Linked DNA regions of Mus musculus: region 2 is linked to region 1. A link is a contact called in public Hi-C data. All regions are on one chromosome and are shown on one strand. Each heading gives the region's core, a stretch centred on a gene start, on an enhancer-like site or on the middle of the called end of the contact. The rest is flanking DNA. Distances are from core to core; before and after follow the strand shown. Region 1 overlaps Gm30848 (a long non-coding RNA gene). Region 2 has its middle 26 kb from the start of 1700019E08Rik.

Region 1 (4,055 bases), core at 1,325-3,824:
CAAAGTGATAGAAGAATTGAAAGAGGTGGGGAGAAATAGACAATAGCAAATCAATGCCCCTTGGTTTCAATTCTTGCTGTGTTCCTACTTTTCATGTTGATTTGGACATTTAGTCAAGCTGAGTGTATATCTTGTTTTTAAGATTTGTTTTCATATTTTTAATGTAGTTCTCAAGAATCCAAGCTGCTTAATATAATGTATAAACATAGACAAAATGCTTCTTTTCATACTGTTGTAAAAACTCACTTTTACTAGTATTACTGAGACACTTTAAAAAAATTTCAAGGGCAATTTTGACTTCAAATTATTTTTATGCTACAAATAAGATGTGAAAATTTCAGCAAGACATAACTATACCATGACTGAACAACAGCAGCAAATCCCTACTTTAAATGTGAGTATGTAATATGTAATTTCACATGGAAATCAGAATGTATTTTTATTGTTTATTAATCTCCTAAGCCAGTAACTTTCTCACAAAATAGTTGTTATTGAAATCTGACTTATTACCTTGGATAATTTTTGTTAGCTGCTAGCGACTTTTTTCTTATATTTGTGGACAGAATTTTTTTTTTTCTTAAGCCACTTAACTTCTGCTGTTTTCCTGAGTCCTTTAATGAATGAATAGATATTCTCATAGACTTTCAGTATTTCAGTATGGAAGTGCGGGCAGGGTGAAAGAGACAAAATTGGAGGCCTTTCATTAAAAGAAAAAAAAATAAAAAGAAAAAAAGAAGAAACAAAAACAAAACAAAAACAAAAACAAAACAAAAAAAAATCCTTATCAGGCTTTTCAGGCCCCATGATAGAACAGTAGGAAAAATTAAAAATACCTATCATATCCTAGTCTATTATCAAGAGAGTCTATTTTATATGTGCTGTCTAGTGTAAGCAGGGAAGTCCTAGAAGCAATGGGGAACATACAAATTACTCCCTATTCAAGCTGGAGTTTCAAGGACCGTTTATAAGGCACCCATGCCTGTCTTCATGCCTGCTGCCTGATTTATGTGTCCTTTTATAGTGCTCCGGGCAATTTAAATATACAGCCAGAGTTGAGGACAAATGAACCTTAGTCCATCTGGATGAGGTGTGGAGCCTTGGTTTACTGGGTGTTCACCGAGGCTCGTCTTCCCAAACAGTGGAACCTACTAGACTCTTCCCTTTGCTCTGACTGTGGAAACAGTCAAGGAAGTCGGAAGAATTAATGATTATTTTATTAATACTAATATTATTATTATTGTTAAGCTGTAGGAGCAGCTAGCACATTCTAACCCTGAGGCTCTTTCTCTACTTCTTACCATTAGGCTTTAGAATTCTTACAAGTCATTTAAAGAAGGAAAGATCGTACACCGGGAACCTGTCCCTAAACTTTACCTCCAGTGTTTATTTAGTTTATTTAGTTATTAATTTTCTGGGTCCAGTTGCATTATTAGTTTAGGTAAAAGTGAATACATTTTGTGGTACCTATGAATAGATAATTCAAATAATTTAGGTAATTAACTAGAGTTACCCCTTCAAAGTCAGCCTGGCGATAATATCATTAAAGGTACACAGGTAACTGGAAGCTGGAGTTTTCAGCATTGCACTTCTTGGGCTGGGTAATTGCCTCTTTCCCCATCCTGTCTTTCTAATTTGCTATGCAAACAAAACCAAAACAAACCAAAAAATAAAATGAAAAGAACAAAAAGCAACTTCTTGGCTTGATTTTTTTTTTGTCAATGTATGTATCAATACTTAAAAGACAGAACTGTTAAGGTGATAGCAATTCAAGATAGGACAGTGCAATTCAAAACACACCAAAAAGATAACAGATTTAGTGAAATTGACATATGTTAGTGATTATGCAATCATTCATTTCCCACAGATTTCTTTTTATAGGAAACTTTGGAAAATCCCAGAAGAACTGACCGAGTCACTTAAACCACAACAGGTTTCTTTCAACATCAAAACCATGAGTAGGAGTGGGAGAGGAATAATTTAGCTTTTTCTTTCTTTTTTTTTTTTTCTTAAGGACAAGGACAGCCTGGTTCTGACTGTGCAAAGCTGCGGCTTTGCCTCCAGTGGATGCCTTTGGAGCAGCAGATCTGACTTCCTCCTCCAACCAAGGAGTCCTAAAAACATCCAAGCAAAGGAAGCATATTTTCCCCATGACATGAGAAAGGGCCACAGAGATCTAAATGAAAACGGACATTTCACCCGAGTGACTGTTTGTATCTCACCTTGGCTGTGTGCCTAATTCAACAGGCACTTAGGTGGCTGAAGAGGGAATTTTTCGTTACCATGAATCCAGCCCCGGGTTGGACAGAGAGCCTTTTGACAGCAGGCCGAGTTCCTTGTGCTCGCTGGCAAAATGACCACATTTCTCTTCCAGTTGTTGTAGGGGTTTGAAAAAATCCCTCACTTCCTGGCAAAAGTTTTCTTTCTCCAGGAGATAAAGGCAAGGCTTCTTCCGCCTACCCATAGAATACTTCTATCACCTCAGAAACAGTTTTCAGCAAGGCAGGGTTGCTTGAACACTCATGTTAGCTCTCCACGGACTCTCGACAGCTGGCTGATGACCAAAGAGTCTCAGGGAAGTACTCCCTTCTCTGATTGTCCATGTCAGTGGGAGTCTGCGGGCTGTCATCAGAAAGTTCATCTTACATGTATGACTATGGGGCCTGTGTGTGTTCAAATATATATGTCTGAGGTATGGGCAGAGTGCCTAGTTTGAAGCTTTTATGCATACTCAAGAACCATGACTGAGAAGGCCAGAGCAGAATGAAGGTAACACTCACTCTTTTGTTGCTCCCTAGGAAGTACCATGACTTCTTTGGTGATGGGAGTCTAGTGTAGCAATATAGACATACCACTGCCTTATTCAGAAATAGACAACACAACTTACCCTGGTGGCAAAATGAATCAACACAATCCTTCTCAGTGACATTTTAGCAAAGTAAGTTGAGAACTTTAAAATGCCATATCTCTACTTTGGAATTGTTTTTAAGTTTAAACAACACAAAATACAGTGTAGACACTGTAGTTTAAAATAGGATGTCCTGGTGAGTTTTGTTCAACTGGACACGAATCAGAGTCATTTGGGAAGAGCAAAACTCAGTTGAGAAAATGCCCACAGCAGATTGGTCTGTAGGACATTTGTTTGGATGGTGATTATTGTAGAAGGGCCCATCCGCTTATGGGCAGTGCTACCTCACCTGGACAGGTGGTCCTGGGAATATAAGAAAGCAGGCTGAGCAAGCCTTGGGGAGTAAGTGTAAGCCATGTTCTTCTAAGGCTTCTGTTTCAGTTTCTAGCTTCAGGTATCTGCTGCTAATGAAGGTGCAATACCAGAGTAGAAGCCTTGAAGGGGTCATCAAGAGAAGCTGAGAAGTGTTAGAGCCAGTGAACTGAGCCCAGTAGAGGCTATGTGTGAAGGTACAGTCCAGGTACAACAGAGACCCCTGCAATTTGGAGATGGCAGTAGCATGGGACAATGTTCAAACCTGCAGCAGGTGTGAAGGGTGGTTGGCCTGAGCCTATGAGAGAAGCTGTGTGTGCTGTCCATGGCAGAGCCAGAGTGCTGGATCAGCAGATCTGAGACCAAGAAGTCTGTCACTGAGGTATCCACTGTTGGTCTTTAGCTTTGCTCTGTTTTGAATGTAACTCTGCCCTGGTGCTTTCCTCTTGAAATGAAAAAGTATGTAACTTATCTTTGATTTTTACCTGAGCTTATTGTGGAGAGGCTTTGAACTCTGAAAGGAAGTTTGGATATTTATAAAAATATTCCACTTTCCTTTTTTCAGTTTTAACATTTTATTGGGTAAATGGTTTTAAAGGTGATAGCCATAGTGTCAAAACTACTACAATGTCTTTTCACAGACATACCTTACAGACCCACATAAACCTTTTCATATTTTTGTCCTTTTTTGTTCATTTTTAATATTTTAAAGCCATACATGTCATATAAAATGCCCACTTCCAATAAGTTCTTCAAACTAGTAAGCAATTCAGTGTGGAAGCGGGGAGGACCTTGTTATAATGAAGGGGTTTTAGATAAAGTGATTGAATTTTTAAAG
Region 2 (3,955 bases), core at 380-2,879, 89 kb after region 1:
CACTACTCACCAACCAAGCTTATCTCCTACTCTTTTTTTGGACTTTGAGGTTGGAGATAAAAATCTGGCTTGTTCTCATACTCTGTAAGAGATCTGATTGAAAAGATCTCAGGTTCAATTATAGTGTCTCAGATCCTAGAACTCAGACTTTTCCTTTGCTAGGCATTCAGGATCTTGTTTTGTCCAGTAAGGTGGATCAGGTCTTTTTTTTTTTTTTCTTTCATGCCTTGTGTTGTACCTCTGTATACTCCTTTCTCTCTACCTGCCCTTCTAGAGCCTGAAAAGGAATTATTTACTGTGTTTACATTATTGCTTAATGTCCCAACTCATCTCTTGCTGATACTACATTTCAACAACAACTTAAGAAGCTCTACTGGGCCCAGCACTCTGGTAAAAAGCCTGAACCAGGAATGTATAATGTTGCTGGCCTCACTGAACATGCTCTTTTTTCATAGTTGTTTCTGTTAGTCATGCCCTAGGTCAGTGGCAGATCTGAATTCTTACCAAAATATGTATAAGATGGTTTTAGAAGCTAAAAGTGAGTTGGTTGAAGTAGTGCTTCTAGTTTTCACTGTTTACCATTCCTTCAAATTTTTATGGCTCACTGGAGCCAGAAGACATCTGTTGGATGTCACTACTGGGAAGTACTACAGTGAATAGTAACCAGTGACACTGCTGTACATTATACAATTCCATATGACAAAGAATTAAGTAGCCTGAATACAGTTAGTATTGAACTTGAGAAATGATGCCTTAAGCTGTATACACCAATGCCCAGCAGCCCATGTCATCCCAACACACCTTGGCTCTGGACAGGTGCTTCTCCCTTCTCTCTCCAGGCCTCATTTCACCTGCCTAATTCACCATTAGTATGTAGATATAATGATTGATTGAAAACAAAATGTCAGGTCTTATCAAAAAACCTCTATGATTATGCATCATTATATGAGAGGTACTGATGAAGGCTCTATAAATAAGGCACAGCCTCCATGCTCCACAACTTTCAGGTTTATAGGAAAATCGAAATATGTTCACATATGAGCACAGAGCACCCATATTGGTGTACTTTGACAAGCATCTGTCCAAGTAATTAATTTCATGGAATATGGCTACTCCTGGCTTCTTCCCATCCTTCCAACTCTCAAGAATATCTTCAATTTTGGAGAGCACTCCACACAGAAAAGTCTGAGTCAAACAGAATTAACAGCCAGAAATAACATATAAAATATGCCAAGCCAGTAATTTCATATGGAAGCCAAACTCCTGGTACTGCCAAAATTCTTATCTGTTGATACCCTTCACTTCACCTAATAATTTATATGTTCTAATGAGTGGGAAAATGAAACAACTTGGTTCCTTTCTCAGCTCCATGTACTTTTACCCTCCATTATCATGTTCTTCTCTTTTACTCTGGGTTTTTCTTTGACTGGTCCATATAGCTAACACTAGCTTAGTTTGTAGCTTTTCCTTCAACCCATTTTTTTTTTCTAGAAATCCTCTTAATCTCACTATTCTCTGATATTTTTCCTATGTTAAGAAAGTTGTAAATCATAAACTGGCATGATCTAAACCACTGGGCACACAGATGAAAGGATTTCACATCCATCTGAGATTGAAAGCATTTGTGGTAGAGGTGACACTGGGTAGAGGGCACTGGAAGAGGGTGTGGTGGCAGGCAGAGGCAGCTATAGAAGGAAGTGCAGGGCATATTTGCAATGAAAAGTCATATGTTTTGGTTGGAGTCGGGTGGGTGTGAGAAGGAGCAGTGAGCAGAGTCTAGAAAAGCAGGTTTAAACCAGATTATCACAAGCTTTGGGCTCTCAGGCTAAGAGTTTAGGGTTTATTTTATAGGCAATAAGGATCCATTTAGTTGAGTGTGTCATAATCAAAACGACATTGTAACAAAACCGCCTTGGCAGCAGCTTGAAGGATAAGAAGCTGCATGGATTTCACACTGAAAACAAATCTATTTTGTAGGGGGACCATGTATAAGCTGAGTGAACTAAATAGGTTACCAAGTGTTTTACCCACTTCTTCACCTATGAAATGGGAGCACTGCTTCATGATCTGCTGGTTTTGACATGGATTGTAAGGAAGGAGCTTAGGGACCAGTGCTGAGAATGACCAACTCGATGAATGTTCAAACATTCAAAGCAAAGATCTCTTCATCTGTATGAGTAGAGGCTCCTCTGCTAGGCAAAACAGAAGGGGCATGAAGGGAAATCTGTAACAAGATTCTCTAGAGAGTGAGAGAGCATTGAAGTAAAAACAGAAAATGTGTCATGTGAAGGATGGTGATGCCATTTCAGGAAGAGTACGTAGGTCCATTTTTTGGTATATCACATAGAATGTGGCCCCATAGCTGATTGTTTCCAGAAATATCAATGACAATAGTAGTCACGGAGTAAATGACACTTAATCCACATATAAATACACAAGAATATACTATATTGAATATACATTTCCTATTTTTAAAACTTAAGAAATTGACCCAGTAAAAGAAAAAAATATTTTCATGTTTAAAAATTACATTGTACTAAGCCAGACTTGGTCTATAATTAGTAGCTTAATCTTTGTGTTATACTAAAAGGAATTAAAAGCCTAGAAGAAGTTCTCGATGGCTTAACTTTTCTGAAAGATTGGCTGGTTTTGATTGGTATATTATGGAAATCTATTCAGGATGTGATATATCAATGAATTCCTAAGCAGATAGCACATTTAAATCATTGAACTAAAGTATTTAAAATATTATGGGTCTTTATTTTAAGAGACAATACCATTGTGATGGAAAGAATATTTCAGACGTCAATGATATCGTTAATGATACCATGGGACTTGGGGAACACCTAGATATTGGCATCTCTCCTAGTCATTATGAACAAATCTGTATTACATATAATTGTGATGATTTTTATGTCAGCTCATACAGTTAGTTTCAGACATGGAGTCTTTGCAGCTCACAGGAACCCTAATGGCAAACACAATTTGAAAATTAAACTTCATATCCAGTGATCTGTCCTCAGACTCTTTTATACTATCTCCATCTCTACCAGACGATTCTACAAACATTACCTGGTATATTTAATACTTCCTCAGTTGAGAGAATTATCCACCCTTTATTCCTTGTTGCTATATTTTGAGGAATGTTCTACTGTCTTATCTCTCATTAAGGCACTATGTACAATTTTCCAAGGAGCTCAGCTTTGCAAACAAGATGTAATGTCTCTATCTTAGAAACATGGAAATATAGCCACACCAACACAGAGCAAGTTGTGTTAGAAATTTGAGGATTTCTCCAAAATATATTTTAGCCCAAGATTGCTTCATTGATTAGTTCTATCTCAAAAAATAATAGAAATAATTCTTTTTGTACTTTCCCCAAACTTAGATTTGGAAAAGATACTTCCCAGCTCAGAGCCAACTATTATTCTGACAGCTAACGACAGAACAAGTATGGAAAGTTACGGAATAAATTTCTTACATAGATAGTAATTCCTTAGCAAAATTACTGCAAATTATATCTGAGATATTAAAAGAATTTTACATCATCACCAAGTGGGATTGATTAGAAGTAAGTAGGTTTACCATCTGAAATCAACAGAATGTCAATAAAGGACAAAGTGATGTGATTATCTTAATAGATACAGAAACAACATTTGACAAAATCCAACACCTTTCCATAGCAAAAGCAATCAATAAACTAGGAAATAAAGTGAATTTTATCAACTTGATAAAGAATAGCTACAAAACTCTCACTCATATGACTACAATATAAGGTCAATTATATATAATATAGTCAATTATAGGAAATATTTTACTAGTAAGGCCAATTAAGCAGGAAAAAGGGAGTAAGGAGTTCCTGACTTGGAAATAAATAAATATATATTTGCATATTTGTGATCTAATATACAGAAAAAAAATCTATGCATAATGTAGATTGCAGAAATAAGCCTTC

The links. A called contact is a pair of places that touch in the nucleus more often than the background predicts.
Region 2: a Hi-C map of uterus shows a contact between it and region 1, with 2.7 times the contacts expected there. The contact joins two enhancer-like sites. A contact is called at or near these places in 5 of 484 Hi-C or Micro-C datasets (the 3T3-L1 cell line, 3T3-L1-derived adipocytes, brown adipocytes and 1 more).

What each region holds. Positions count from the first base shown.
Region 1 is chr2:45,579,172-45,583,226 of GRCm38.p6, forward strand. Gm30848 (a long non-coding RNA gene) reads left to right here. Exons shown (of 3, transcript XR_374345.3): 3 at 2,012-4,055. Among named protein-coding and RNA genes, the nearest start is that of Gm30848, 8.5 kb to the left of the region's middle. Within about 2 kb of position 2,575, at least 88 of the 459 cell types and tissues checked have an H3K27ac peak or open chromatin away from gene starts, as enhancers often do. A contact at or near this core is called in 3T3-L1-derived adipocytes, where this site is marked.
Region 2 is chr2:45,669,087-45,673,041 of GRCm38.p6, forward strand. No RefSeq gene overlaps it. Among named protein-coding and RNA genes, the nearest start is that of 1700019E08Rik, 26 kb to the right of the region's middle. Within about 2 kb of position 1,630, at least 5 of the 459 cell types and tissues checked have an H3K27ac peak or open chromatin away from gene starts, as enhancers often do. A contact at or near this core is called in 3T3-L1-derived adipocytes, where this site is marked.